Linked DNA regions of Mus musculus: regions 2 and 3 are each linked to region 1. A link is a contact called in public Hi-C and Micro-C data. All regions are on one chromosome and are shown on one strand. The core of a region is the stretch at or near the end of the contact, and the rest is flanking DNA. Distances in the headings are between cores, read along the strand shown.

Evidence for each region. A called contact is a pair of places that touch in the nucleus more often than the background predicts.
Region 2: a Micro-C map of brown adipocytes shows a contact between it and region 1, with 3 times the contacts expected there. The contact joins the enhancer-like site here to the promoter of Ghr in region 1. A contact is called at or near these places in 4 of 39 promoter capture datasets (the 3T3-L1 cell line, 3T3-L1-derived adipocytes and liver) and 12 of 484 Hi-C or Micro-C datasets (the C2C12 cell line, adipose-derived mesenchymal stem cells, brown adipocytes and 7 more).
Region 3: a contact with region 1 is called in a Hi-C map of 3T3-L1-derived adipocytes, with 3 times the contacts expected there. The contact joins the enhancer-like site here to the promoter of Ghr in region 1. A contact is called at or near these places in 3 of 39 promoter capture datasets (the 3T3-L1 cell line and liver), 5 of 484 Hi-C or Micro-C datasets (the 3T3-L1 cell line, 3T3-L1-derived adipocytes, the C2C12 cell line and 2 more) and 1 of 9 other capture datasets (adipose tissue).

Annotation. Positions count from the first base shown.
Region 1 is chr15:3,580,874-3,585,597 of GRCm38.p6, reverse strand. Ghr (growth hormone receptor) reads left to right here and starts at 2,246. Exons shown (of 11, transcript NM_010284.3): 1 at 2,246-2,598. RefSeq lists a cis regulatory region at 2,056-2,190 and promoters at 2,326-2,510, 1,037-2,510.
Region 2 is chr15:3,705,465-3,710,188 of GRCm38.p6, reverse strand. No RefSeq gene overlaps it. Among named protein-coding and RNA genes, the nearest start is that of Gm41255, 93 kb to the right of the region's middle. Within about 2 kb of position 2,333, at least 69 of the 459 cell types and tissues checked have an H3K27ac peak or open chromatin away from gene starts, as enhancers often do. A contact at or near this core is called in 3T3-L1-derived adipocytes, the C2C12 cell line, adipose-derived mesenchymal stem cells and 6 more, where this site is marked.
Region 3 is chr15:3,669,009-3,673,732 of GRCm38.p6, reverse strand. It overlaps the pseudogene Gm18420. Among named protein-coding and RNA genes, the nearest start is that of Gm41255, 56 kb to the right of the region's middle. Within about 2 kb of position 2,317, at least 10 of the 459 cell types and tissues checked have an H3K27ac peak or open chromatin away from gene starts, as enhancers often do. A contact at or near this core is called in 3T3-L1-derived adipocytes, where this site is marked.

The DNA.
Region 1 (4,724 bases), core at 997-3,496:
TTCTGTCTAGAGAAATCTGCTTCCATGTCTAACAGAGTGGATGCTGCAGTTGAAGCCAGAGCAACATGAGGACAGGCTTTTGTTTAAGCACGGCCTTGAAACCGCCTTGGAGCATGATCAGAATGTAGAAAAATTTTCCACAAGTCCATCTGGTCCTTCCTAGTCTAGGTTCTAGATCAAGAAACTAGACTAGGTAGCTTGATGAAGCTTCTTTGGGCTTGGAGAGAGGAGAAAGAGGAGTGAGCACAGAGGGGACGGAAGGAGATCGGTCGACACTGTCAGAATCCAAGGTGCACCAGAATCCAAGGAAGGTCACCTCCGAGAGAGTAGAATAAGCATGTGAGGACTGACAGGTCTCCATGCCTGTCAGTACTGCCCTTTCAGCCAGCTTGGCAAGCACAGACCACCCAACAGGAGTTTTGCCTGACCTCATGGTTTCCTTTTTCGGGTTTCTCTATCTGAACAACTCTCCCTTTAAAAGTTCCAGAGACAGTAAGCACCCCTACTGCTTCATCCTAACATGGAAAGCAAGGGATTGAGGGAGATTGTCTTAGAGAAAGCCTGCCTGTGACACAGGACTGGTTCAAGGACAGTAACCAGACCACCCCCAATGCCTGACTGGCAGAGTCACGATCCATATCATCTCCAGAATCTCTTCCCCTTTCCGTATGCTAGATGCATAAGAGACAGCTGAGACACAGCTGGGCTCATGAGAAAAGATGCTGAGAATGTTTCCAATTGCACGGTTACTTTGAAAACAGAAGTTCCAAAGAGTTTGGTCCTCTGTTTCTCCGTTTCTACCCCATCCATCACCTTAGTGTGGAATTGCTTATTTTATTCTTTTGCAGTGCTTAAACGTTTTACTGTGACTCTGGGTCTGAAAGCTAGTGAAAAGAGGGGGTGGGGGTCCTTTTTAAAGCTGAGGCTGTTAGGAAGGTTAAAGATAAGTGAGCTTACAACTAGCTGTCAGAACAAAGCAAACAGTAAAAAGACCACATGACCAGTTGCTCCACCAGATACAAGACAGCTAGACAGCCCCGGGGCTGGACTTTTGTACCTTTGTACTCTATGCCTGGAGAAGAGAGTGGTGAAGCCGTCTGGTGCTTCGTGACAATACTTACACAGCACTCTGACTTTAAGAAGTGCTTTGACAACTCCCATCTTGGTTAATTTTTTTTTTTCAACAAAATGGACCTAGGTAGCAAGAGCCTGTTGTCTGATAGACAAACTGTGTCTTTCTCTAGGTCACAAACAAGGACAAACCTCAGGCTGGACCTTATTCGTGCCTTCCCTGCAGACCTGTGTTCCGTACTAACATAGCTCTCTTCAAACAAACATGCATTCTTGGTAAATTACCTACTTTGTCTCCACTTTTTTTATTTTAACCTCTCGGATTGGAATGTCTTTAATGTCCCAGTGAGCAGGAGTTTGAAAATTGGAACCAACTAGACAGATAAAAGCCTAGTACACCCCGGCATAGTCTTACAAGAAGTGGATGCTCACAGTCAGCTATTGGATGGATCACAGGGCCCCCAATGGAGGAGCTAGAGAAAGTATCCAAGGAGCTAAAGAGATCTACAACCCTGTCGGTGGAACAACATTATGAACTAACCAGTACCCCGGAGCTCTTGACTCTAGCTGCAAATGTATCAAAAGATGACCTAGTCGGCCATCACTGGAAAGAGAGGCCCATTGGACATGCAAACTGTATATGCCCCAATACAGGGGAACGCCAGGGCCAAAAAAAAAATGAGAATGGGTGGGTAGGGAAGTGGGGGGGAAGGGTATGGGGGACTTTTGGGATAGCATTGGAAATGTAATTGAGGAAAATATGTAATAAAATATTTTAAAAAATAAAAATAAAAAAAATGGAAAAAAAAAAAAGCCTAGTAGACTCATCACACTTCCCAAGGCTACTTCTTCCTGTACCTGCAGGAGGTGCACTGCTCTCTTTGAACTTACAGCCTGTTCTTGAGGACTTCTAGATACTGCCTTCTTTGGGGGAACCCGATGGGTGGAGAGGAGGGAAGTCTCCCGCAACTACCAATATTTTCCTCTAGGAGGAGCCCTGCCGCCCAATTGAGAGCGACACGCACCAACTCGCAACTCCTCGCCAGAAAGCTTCATCCCAGCCCTGCGGACTGAGTAGCGGGGGCGGCGTTCAGCCTCCCCGCAGCGGCCCCGGAGCTAGCTGCCCTCAGCTCCCGCTGCCCTTCCCCTAGGCAGCCTGGATCCCCGAGGCGGCGGCGGGTCCCTCGCAGAGCCGAACGCCAGCCGCCTTTTCCCACCCCTCCCCTCTCTTCCTCTCCCCTCCCCTCCCCTCCTCCCTTCCCGTTTCACCCCGCCCCCTTCCTCCTCCCCAAGCCTGACAACCCACGAGCTGCCAAGCAGGGCGCAGCCATGGGAAGAGGAGGCGGTCTAGGGAGCGGCGGCACTGGCAGAGGCGGCTGCTACAGCGGCGGTGGCGGCGACGGCTGTTACTGAACCCCGGCAGCCGCGGGGATCCCGGGCTGGGTCCACGCGGGCCTGAGGCCTCGGCTCCAGCAGCCCCCAAGCGGACACGAACCCGCGTTCTGTCTCCCGAGGCGAAACTCCGAGGTACTGGAGGGGAGTTCTTATTTCCCTCACATTGTGCCAGGAGACCTGGGAGTAGACCCGGGCATGCCAACTGCTTGTGAAAAATTGGGGTCACTTTTATGTATTTGCCCCGATAATTTTATTTTATTTTATTTTATTTTATTTTATTTTATTTTATTTTATTTTATTTTATTTTATTTTGATGAGTTTAGAGTGGGTTGTATTCCCTTCTCAAAAGTTGTTTTCTGCTGATGGGTTGGTGTAACCCGATCCTCCGTGTCCTGGAGAAGTGTGTGTGTGTGTGTGTGTGTGTGTGTGTGTGTGTGTGTGCGCGCGCGCGCCTGTGTGTGTGTGTGTGTGTGTAAGTTGTTCTTGGTGCTGAGTGAAGCTGAAAGTTGATGTGGGCGACAAGGAATGGGGGGCAGCAAGCGAACTGTCCCAGCCTGGAGCCTGCTCCAACCAGGTTGTGAGATGCAAGGAGAGGTTTCTTCCTAAGACTGTTTTCTTGGTCTTAAAAGTTTCGCGAGTGTGTTTGTCACCATCAGCCTGCTAACCTGGAGCAAGGACTGTGGAAGCTGCTGCTGCTGTCTGAAGCGAGCTCCTGGTTGGGTGTGATGGCCTGAGGGACTCCGGAGGGTGGGTTGTGAAGCACGCGACCCCCGCAGCGCTCTGCCTTTGCGCAGTCTGTGCAGGCTGCAGCTGCAAGCTGGAAGCAGAGGAGCTGGAGTCAGAGTCACCGACGCCAGAGCCTCCATGAACTGGGGTGAGTGGAAATTGTGGCAAGCCAAACTGTCCCGGCGCTGGACACACTCGTGGTTATGAAATCAACCAGGCTCAAAGTTCTGATAGAACTGCAGAGTCTTGAGAGCTGAGCGGGTGAGTCGGGTCACGTCTGGAGAGAGAGAGGGAGAGAGCTGGCTGCAAGCAGTGGTTGTAACATGGGACTATCCGCTTGTGGGTGCGTGGGGAAATCTATTTCTGGGCAAGGACTTTATATATAGCACCGGGGAGTACGTCTGCTGGGACCAGGGTGCAGGTTTCCGTGGTGAGCTCTGATGTGTGTGCTGAAGAGGTGTGCAGTATGTATGTGTGCTGTATGTTTGCACGCGTGTGTGGGAGCGCATTGGGAGGTGTGTTGGCTTCCTGAATCAGGGTGTTGAGTGGGAGAAAGAAACCATAGAGATGCTGCCTGCTGTTTGTATCTCCAGGAGGTCTTGGCCTGACAGAGAAAGGTAGTGGGAAGGCAGAGAGTTGAGAAGACACAGCTGTTCCTGAATAGGAATAAATTTCCTGGACTTTAAAATACCTAACTTAACTTGCCTTGGAAGGTCTGAGGACTGGAAATGGGGGTTTCTGGAGTTCTCAGGAAAGCTGAGTGGGAGGGCATTTAAATGTCTAGGAGAGGTATGCATGTGTGGTTACAGAATTTGAGAGACCAGAGCAGATTTACTGTGGATCTGTCTGTCTCCCGGGTGCTGCTGTTTGTGTCCGGGTGGGGATAAGAGGTCTCAGTGAGGGTGTTTCCTCCTCAACTCCCCGGATGTAGCTGAGACAGTGCTTACCTCTTCCTACAGAAATTGGATCTGTGGTAGCAACTAGAACTATGTAGCTGTTTTCTACATAGATCACAAGAGGTATCACCTTATTCTTGATGTGGCAGCTACTGAAATATATTCACAGATTGAAATGTTACATAGAAATTAAGTAAAATAACAGAAACAAAGTATCAGAGATTATACATTGTTTATATATTATATATGTACAATAAACTATATATTATATATGTATTATATACAATATGTATATTTTAAATGTGCACACGTATATTGTATATGTATATATTATACATATATAATATGCATACATATAACATATATGCTGGGCACACATATACATATGTATGTGCTTATGACTGTATACAAGTATGTATGTATATTCTGTAGCTGGGACATTATTTTTCCTTTTGAGAAAAGCAAAGCCCTGTTCTGAGATTAGATGCCAAGAGGTCTCCAGCCATTCATTTCCCCTCCATAGAGACCTCTGGGTGGACTAAAGGGTGCATGCTTGCCAAGAAACTCTGGGCAATTATCATTTGTAGATTACAAAGCCCTATCCAGTCTTCATTGCCTTCTTCCGTCCTTATAAAC
Region 2 (4,724 bases), core at 1,084-3,583, 120 kb before region 1:
ATGAGAACAGAGACTTCATGACCAGGGATTAATGTCTTCCTAGAATAGGCCCAGAGATATTTATTTATCCCTTCCTCAGTGTGAGAATGAAAAAAGAAGTCACCATAAATGAAGCAGAGAATGAACTACAGAGGGCCAAATCTTTAGCTCTTTGATCTTTCACTTCCCGGCCTCTAAAATCTTATGCAATAAACATTTATTGTTCATAAGTACCCAGCATAAGGTATTTTTCTATGACAGGGTGAATGGATAAAGATAGAATAATAGCTAAAATACATTTTTTCCTGTGAGTCCCATCTCAAGATTTGTATCCAGTAAGTGTTTTTTCAGACTTAAACTTGGCAGCCACTGTTAATGATCATCTTAGCAGGTAAAATACTTAAAGGGTGAAATATAGGGGCTGATAAATTGAACATTTTGTGATCAACTGAAGAGTTGCAAAGCCAGATGTGATGGTATTTAAAGCTTTCCCTACCTTGTGTCTAAGTCTGCAACAAAGTGGGATAGAAAAAGAATTATGGGTCAGAATGATTATTGAACATGAGCTTCTGACTGGTATCAGGGAGACAATAAAGGACTGTTTAAATCAGATATAACCAGGCAAGCAAGAGTCTCTCATTTTCTAGCTCTGACAAATTACACCCAGTCCCTGTCTTCCTTCTGTAAGCAGCTACAAATGAGGCACCATATCTTTTTGAACATTTTTTTAGACATTATGCCAAAGGTAGCACTGGCTGAGATCTTGGAGAAAAGGAAACTAAATGAAGAATGTCCAGGCAGCCTGGATGGACTTTCTGTCCTGGAGCTCAGGGAGGAGAAATGAATAAAAAGCTGGGCATTTTGTTTCCTGAATCCAAGAGTCATAAATTAGAGTGGGGTGGGTCAGAGCAATGAAAAGGGGGCGGGGGATTACGTAGAAGAAATCAAAAAATCTTTCTGTCATCTATTGGTTACCACAAAGATATGTGTGTTAGGATGAAAAACCCTCTCAAGATGATTTGCAAACTGAACAGTTTCCAGATTTTTGACTTCTGTGTAGCCAGACTGGGACCTTACTAAAGAGCTAGATATTTAATAGACATGGAAGGAGGGTTCTACCTCAGGGGTGAGACTGAGGTTAAACTACTTCACAACAAATTTTAACACATGTACTCCAAATCAAAAGTCTTTAAATAAGTAAAATTTAGGCTAACATCAAAGTAGTATCCTACAATGTCCACAAGCAGCATAAAATGAGAAAGTCCAGATGTGACAGAAATGATGGTATTACTGGATAAGGGCTTCAAAATGATTTTTGGAAGCATGCTTAAACCTGTAAAGAAGCATGAAATTATTTGAGGAAACTAAGAAAATATCAAAGAAAATGGGATTATTGGATTATTATCCAAAGACATCATTGTAAATTAAAACAAACAAACAAACAAACAAACAAACAAACAAAAAGCCCTAATTATTAGGGTTTAACAGTAGATGACAAGTCAGAGGAAGAACATGAACACAGAGTAGTAAAAATTCTCCAAACAGAAGAATGGACTGAAAAGATGCAAAACAGAGAGGCCTTCCATAACTTAAGGCATGGTCAACTCTAGTAGACATTTAGGAGGAACTCTCACATAAACTCCTGGAAAATGGGAAAGAAATAACCATTTACCACTTATTAAACATTGGCTCTCATCTGTCTTAAGAAATGTCACCATACAAAGTAAAACAGCTTAAGAAAATAAACTGCAGAGACCTCTGAGTTTCAGTGTACAAGTCCTCGGGAAATTCTCTTGGCATACTGAAAACAGGCATAAAGAACAATCCGTATCAGAAAAGTAGATTTTGTTCTGGAAATAAACTAAATATTTGACAATCACATTAACTCCCTGGTAGTAGTTCCATAGAAATCCATCTCTAACGTATTTCTGGGCATTATCGATTTTATCACATTTAGTTTATCATGAAGATTTTTTAAAAAATAAATATAACGAAGATGCACTTTTCATTTCCAGTTGCTCTTTGCTGAAGGCATTCACTTACAATGTACTCACTGACACTCCTTCCTTCAAGCATCAACTAAGACAGAGGAAAGACACTTAATTTGCAAAACATTTGACTTTTGTGGAAGAAAACGTTTGAAGTCTTGTGTTGTACTGTTTCCCCTAACCTGATACTATCAATTATAGCTAAACTGTTGATGATAACGTGGTGAATTCTCTACATTCTGCTGGTTATTCCCTCTGCCGTGTGATTTCCTTCAGCTTTTGCAATCCGGTCGGTTGGGTCTGTTTTCACTTTCCTATTGGCAAGTGTCTATCCTGAGTCATAGTGACCTCCGCCTGCCCTGCGGTAAGGAGGGAGGCTGTTGGGCTCTTGCTCTTGACTGTGTAGAAAGAAGGAATGGCAGCACACTTTGCAGAGCCCAGTTTGTAGCTTTTCTCAAGCACTTCCAAGAGTCACCCATGGATGTCTTTGTATATTGTATAATGTTTCCTGTGAGTAACTTGAATTTGCCCTCAGACTACCTCGGGCTTCTCCAGTTAAGAGGAATCTGTAGTATGACATTTGACTGCATTCTTCTAAATCCCCCAAACAAGCTCCATCATGCCTTACATATCTATGACTTGTTACCTATGGGTTGGGCTCCCTCTGTGGTTGGCTTTTGGGGAAATTAGCCAAAACACCAGCTGCTCCAACTGTGCTGTCAAACCGATGTGACCTAGATAAACAACATTTTCCCCTCTTTTGTCTAAACAATGTTTTTGTTTTTGTAAATTGTTTCTTTTAGATGACAAATAGGGTTAGCCAAATCACTGAAAATTTTTGTTTCTTTATTTACTCCATATGACTGAAGGGAGAAAAGGAAGTTGGTTGGTCTGAGTAGCTCCACTGGTTACTCTCCTCTAATCAGATTCCCACTGCCTTCTTCTGAGGGAAAATACTCCAGTGCACATAGCAAGCAGCCACCCAGCAGCTGACAGATTGCTTTTCTTTTTTTTTTTTTTTTTTTTTTTTAGATTGCTTTTCAAAAGAGAATCTTTCTAGCTCACAGCCAGAATTTTATGAAGTGTTTCTTCGAAGAAATTTGCAAGTCAAACACTGCGCCAGTCTGTTGTGGTTCTCTGGTGCCTGGTTTTGGAAGGTGTTCTTTCTCACCGTGGGCCAAATACACACGGATACCTATGAGTTGTTCTGGAGCAGGTTTAGATGTGCTCCTGAATGGGGCATGGAGTGGAATGATATGAAGGGGAAAACATCAGACAATGTGAAACAGAGGATATTCCCAAATAAGTGGAAAGTATTAAAGACAGGTGAGTGGTTTAGACTGTGGCATAAGATAAAACAAGGCTGCCGTGTTTGAGACACAGAGGGACTTTTTAAAAAGTAAAGGCAACCTGACATTCATTCTTGCAAGATAATAGAGTTTTAGGAGTCTATGGGAGAGACTGCAACTCTGGACATCTGAAGTGAGCATGGAAAGGAAAGGAAAGGAAGCATCATAGAAATGCAAGTGGAACATGAAACCAGGCTGTTTGCAGATGTATTACAGCCCAGAGCTTGAGACAGATGACTCAAGAGGGTTGTAGGTACAAAGCACAAGAAATACCAATGTGTATTTTACCGAACTGTCTTCTAATTTATGTTTTTCAACACGTAATAAAAGTTTATGGATATTTCTCTAAATACCTCTGTATTAAAATAACAACACCGACTACCATCCCCAAGCAATCCATGGCAGTAATACAGTTTTCATATTCAGCCCATTTTCCCTTTTACTAGGACCACTAATTTGGGCTGTCTTTTCTCCATCCCCCAACTTACCCTTTCTTCAACTCACAACAATATCTTTTCCTCTGGTTTCACTAAAATAGGAGAAAACAAAATAGATCTATGTCCTATTCAAAGCACTGAAATTCATGAGCTGTCAGATCCAGATGTAGTCAAGGTGAAACAAATGTATGGACAAAGGGTAGCTCTGAATGTAGACAGACTAACCCAAAACCTTTAAGTTGTTTAAACCTTTATGAAATGTGTGTGGGGGGGGGCTACATTTTTCTTTTACAACTTGGTTGTTTAGTTTTCAAACATGACCTTTGTAGATGACAACATTGCATTGCGACACAAAAGGTTGAACATGTCACTCAGATCTACTACTCTGCTTTCTCTTGATTGATACTACAGGCATTGTCTGTGCTTCAACCTTTTGACCAGTGTTTCATTGGCACACTTGCTGTCTCTCCTCCTGGAGCCACTTCTCATTTGTTTCTATATTATCATTTTTCTCCATTGTATTATTTTCAAAAGCATTCAGACATGCTTTAGTATGCCTCATGCTCAACATAGCAACAACCCAAATCGAACTCAACACTCAAAAGCAGAAAGCTCAGTTATACTGTCTCTCCAGTTACCATCTTTTTTTTTCTCTCTACTGTTCGAAAAAGTACAAGTGTTAGATTCCTCTGTCACCAATTTCTTGCTCAACATCTATTCTCAAGTTACATCAGTTAGAATTTCATCTCTAACTGAAATCTCATTAATGACCACCATTTTGTAATGCGCAGTAGTCATGGCCATCATCTTCCATGGTTCTTAGTAGGATTTGAGACAATTGATGGTGTTTGAAGGGAACTGCTCTAAAAGTGACTTGTCCCTCAAGTCTGAGAGATTACTTTGTTTCTATCTCCTTGGTTGTAGTATCTCTCCACAGCATCTTCTTGACTTATCATTTCCAGTACTTAGCA
Region 3 (4,724 bases), core at 1,068-3,567, 88 kb before region 1:
TTCATGAAAACTATAAGAAATGGAGACCCAAATATCGTACTGCTTATGGTTTCACCAGAAGATACAAGGTTTCTGTGTTAGAGGAAAGGAAACTTATTACTCACAGTAGAGCAAGGTACACAAACAGCAGAACATCTGTGTTAGCTCTATTTGTCCCTATGTTTTGTGGAGTCTAAGTAGTTGCTACATATATAAAGGCTTTGTGTTACAGCCAAGGAGATTATTACTGTTTAGCACATGGAAAAATTCAAGATTAGTCTTTGTCTTGAAATCACTGTCTAACCCTTCAAGGTTGCTTGCTGAAAACATAACTGTGGTATATGTTAGGTAACAAGTATTGAAGCTTTGTACTCCTGGAACTCCCACCCAAAGTATGGAGAGATACCGAAGATCCATGGTCATTTCCTCTTTGAATAGTGACAGTATGTCCTGACCTACACCAAAAGGTCCAAACTTTCATTTTCAAAAGCAAGATCGATCTAGATTTTGTGACACTTAAAGTAATGATTTTGTGAGGTAAAATATTATATATTATTAATATAACATGAACATATATGTACATGGCATATGAAAACTGATAGTCTATAGAAACTGCCCCCCCCCCCACTTCAAATATATCTTTTTTTCAGGGTACAAAAGTTTATTGTCTACAAGAACCAATCAGGCAACCCAACACAAGAATAAATGGCTCACTCCAAGAGAACAATAGACCTGGGTGGTGGTGGATAGCAACTCTCAGAGATGCTAGCACACCTATGAAATGGAAGAGCATATTGTAAACCATTCTTCCATGATGTATTGCTGACACATGACAATTCTGCCTGCAAGAATGTGTAGAGAGAGAATGCCCTCTGTGTGACGAATAGGCAGTGCTAATCTGGAAAGGTGCAGGGGCTATTGGCAGGACAGTGGCTGGACTCGAGTCATTGCTGGCAGATGCTATGGAAGTCTTCCAGAGTTCAGAAGTCTCTCTGTGTTGGGGGAAAGCCCTCTTGCAGAAACTTTCTGCAGCTGTTGGCATGGCCCTGAAATAATGCTATATTTAACTTTTTAACCAAGTCACAAAGGACCTTAACCACAACTTCTTTCTTACATCTGGGGTAGCTAATTGTGGAGCCAGGTAATGGTGGCATGGTCTGTCCCCTTCTGGAGTTCCTAATAGTTGCATTAGGACTATATGTCAAGCTTACCATCTACTGTGTAGATGTCTTCATTACCCCCTTGACTATTGTGGGATCAATGAGCAGACTAGACTCCTCATGATTACTGATCACTTTTAACCCCCTTCTCAAGGTCTTCAGAAGCATTGCTGAAGTCCCATTGAATCTGGATAAGTGGACAGACATTTCCTGAAATATCCTGTTAAGGCAGTAGAGCCAGAGTGGTGGGCTGAGCCTTCAGTCAATGCTTGGCAGTTGGGCCCATATGTTTTGTAGAGTCCTTTAAGGATTGCTGATTAAAACGGCCAGATGTTGGGTCTGCATGGAATCCAAGCTTATCACCCCAATGTTGTGAATAGGGTGGTTTTCTGATGGGTTGTATACCAAGTTGTTCAGACATTCCAGCTCATTGAGGTCCTGTTTGACTGGATGAAAGTTGTCCTACAAGTGCATGATGAGGGCATTCTCATAGCCCTCTCTCATCTCCTTGTTGTGCATGCCATTTCTTAGGTTGTCTAACACCCTACCTTCTCTGGAGCAGAGCATCTGAATGGTTCTAAGATCTTCATGTTCACTCCAACACTCATGTCTGCCTTGTGACTGTGGCCACTCAAATGATATCTTATATAGTCACACTATTTAGGGGTATTTATCAAGTGTCCTATACTATCCTAAACAGTTTGTGCATATTTTATTCTAACAACTTATGGTTGAGTGCTAATATTCATATTTTAGAAGAGAAATTGTATATAACTGAGGCTCATGGCTTTGGAAATTAAATCGATTTACTCAGCTAAGAGACATGGGGGGTGTTGGGAGAGATTCCAAATCTCTATGTATGACTGTGATCTGCATCATTATGAACTGGGAATGGTTTGGAGTGGGCAGAGCGAGGCAGATGAGAAGACAGTGCAAGGCAGGAGACAGATGGAAAAGCCATTGTCAAGGGGAATGGAGAGAATTGGAAACAGAGTAGACTTGAGAAACAAAAAGGTTGGCAGAATTCTCTGTGAAGTTTGAAGCTGTCTGGAGAATGATGACAACTTTGACAAACATAAGAACATTCAGTGAGAGACAGAACACATGCACGAAAGGGAGTGAGTAACTCGGGTTAGGAGAGGAGGGGTAGGGTGATCTCAGTATCAGCCATGCCCTACGTAGGCCTTCTAAGCCCAGATAACCAGAGAGACCACAGGGCCAGAAGTCCAGCAACCCATGGGCACAGATGCAGAGGGAAAACAAAAAAGTCAAGTGTTGCAACAGACAGGAGATTTGGAAGGAATGGAAAACATCAGGTTTAAATTTTCCCAGTCTTGAATTTTAGGGCTTTTTCTTGCAGGAAAACCACTTCAATCATGTTTACTGATGATTGGTGAGAGGGTGGGGTGTGAATTATATTGGCTCATCACTTCTCAGTTAAAATTTTATCTTTTGAGCTGAGACACTTGCTTTTTCTCCCAAGAAAAAGGCAAAACAACTTAAATCACAGAGCATCCAAGAAAAATAAACTTTATTGAATTAGTTTCTTATTCATTAGAGTCAAGGAAGCTTAGCATTTTTGTCTTATTTCTGGTTTGTTTATGATATTCTTAATTAAGTTTTGTTCATTTTAAGTTGCAAAAGAAGCTTGTGACCAATAGGAGCATCTTGTGAATTTATGGACACAAAGTCAACTGAGTTCTTTAATACAGTATTATTTTTCTGTCATCAATGTTTGCATGAATCTACACATAATTAATTCAGATTTTCATGTGGGGAGTAGATAGCATCAGATGAACTTGCATGACTTCGATTCTGTAGCTCAGTGCCTATTGAAGCATACACCTGGAAAAGCAAAGAACATCTAAGCACCTGGGTGTAGGGCCTTCCCCCCTCACCTATACTTACCAACACTCTTAGCTTTTGCTGTTAGTTGCTGTTGCTTTCACAGAATAAAATTTTTCTATATTAGCTGTCTTTGCTTCATTCAGCTGTGATAATCAAGACTTGTTCATATATGTTCTTTTCTTTTAATTGATTGATATCTTGTTGTATTGTAATAGAATCCCCTTGAAGAAGGTGCATATAAGATCTTCATTGAGATCTTATCATACTGAGAAATGATGAGAAGCTAATGAGTGATCTGGCTTTAAAGTAGAAATACATAAGAAGGGCAAGAATTAATTCTTCCCAGGTTTATTCAAGGAGACTACTAAGTGTTGTCTGTGAAGTAGAATCATCATTGTCACTTGGGAAGTTTGTTAGACATGTAGCTCCTTAAGCTCCCTCAAAGCTCACTTTATCAGCAACCCCCGGGGAAAGAGGGTTAATTCCACCAACTTTGTTTATAGCAAGTTCCACAATCTTGACACATATTGAAATTTAAGAACCATTAGGTAACTGAATTTACTCAGCACAAAAGAATAGTAGGACAAAATTAATACAACTTATTTTTCCTCAGAAGGGGTTTTCTGGAATTTTCGTTAGAAGAAGTAGTGTCTGTCCAATGACCTTAGTTGGGTATATGTGGGCAAACTTCTTTACATAACAGGCTCTCATTTTTCTAATGTGTAAATGTAATACTTAAAATTATAGAACTACCTAAGAACACTAGATTTTGTTCCATCAGCATCTCTAGAGGCTAATAGCATTTATTTATAGGAAGAAAGAAGCTGGACTAATCATCATTAGGGAATACTAACATATGCACACAACAATGAGGCCAACATCTTTTAGTTGAGCTTCAAGCACACTTCGTTCAAAAAAAAGGATAAAAAATTACAAATCACATGTCGAAAATCAAGGTAACCTCTGTGTGTGTGTATGTGTGTGTGTGTGTGTGTGTGTGTGTGTGTGTGTGTGTGTGTGTAAAAGGCTGTATAGTAAACATTTTAGACTTAGAGGCCATTAGTCTCTGTCATGATTACTCAAATCTTGCCACTGTAATATAAAACCACCATAAATAATACTTAGAGCAACCCAGCTAACATTCCAAAGTCTTTACTTCCAAAACCAGATGGTAGGTTGGATCCAGCACATAAGCAATAGCTTGCCAACCTTTGGTTAATAATGTTTCCATTTGCTTTTAAACAAGGGACTTAAATATTTTCTGGTTGGTTACTTACTAATTAATCAAATATTTAGTAGTCAGTACACTAACACCCCATTAACTTATTGTAGTCTTCAAATTTCCTACCCACTTGGCTGTGTTGATCTGTAAACAGTCAATCAAAATACAATATTGGACAGCTCCATCTCCGTGTATGGGTCTCCTCCTAAATGTCCAGAGGAAGACAGTGTTTAAGCTTTTAAACACACTTTTAATTTGGGTTAGCCATTCCTATTGTCCCAAGGCATAAAAAGAAGAAACACATTAAATTTTCTCCAAAGGTATTGCTGATACAGCAATCACTGTACTGGTACAATAACCACTTCTTTCATCTATAATTTTGTCCCAAGGCTATCTCTGTAAAGTAAGGGTATTGAAAAATGAAACATTACATTTAGTCATATGCAGATTTCACAATGCAGACCACAACTGCGATCTTCGGTTACCAAAGCATGTGTGGAGCTCTCTCCCCACCA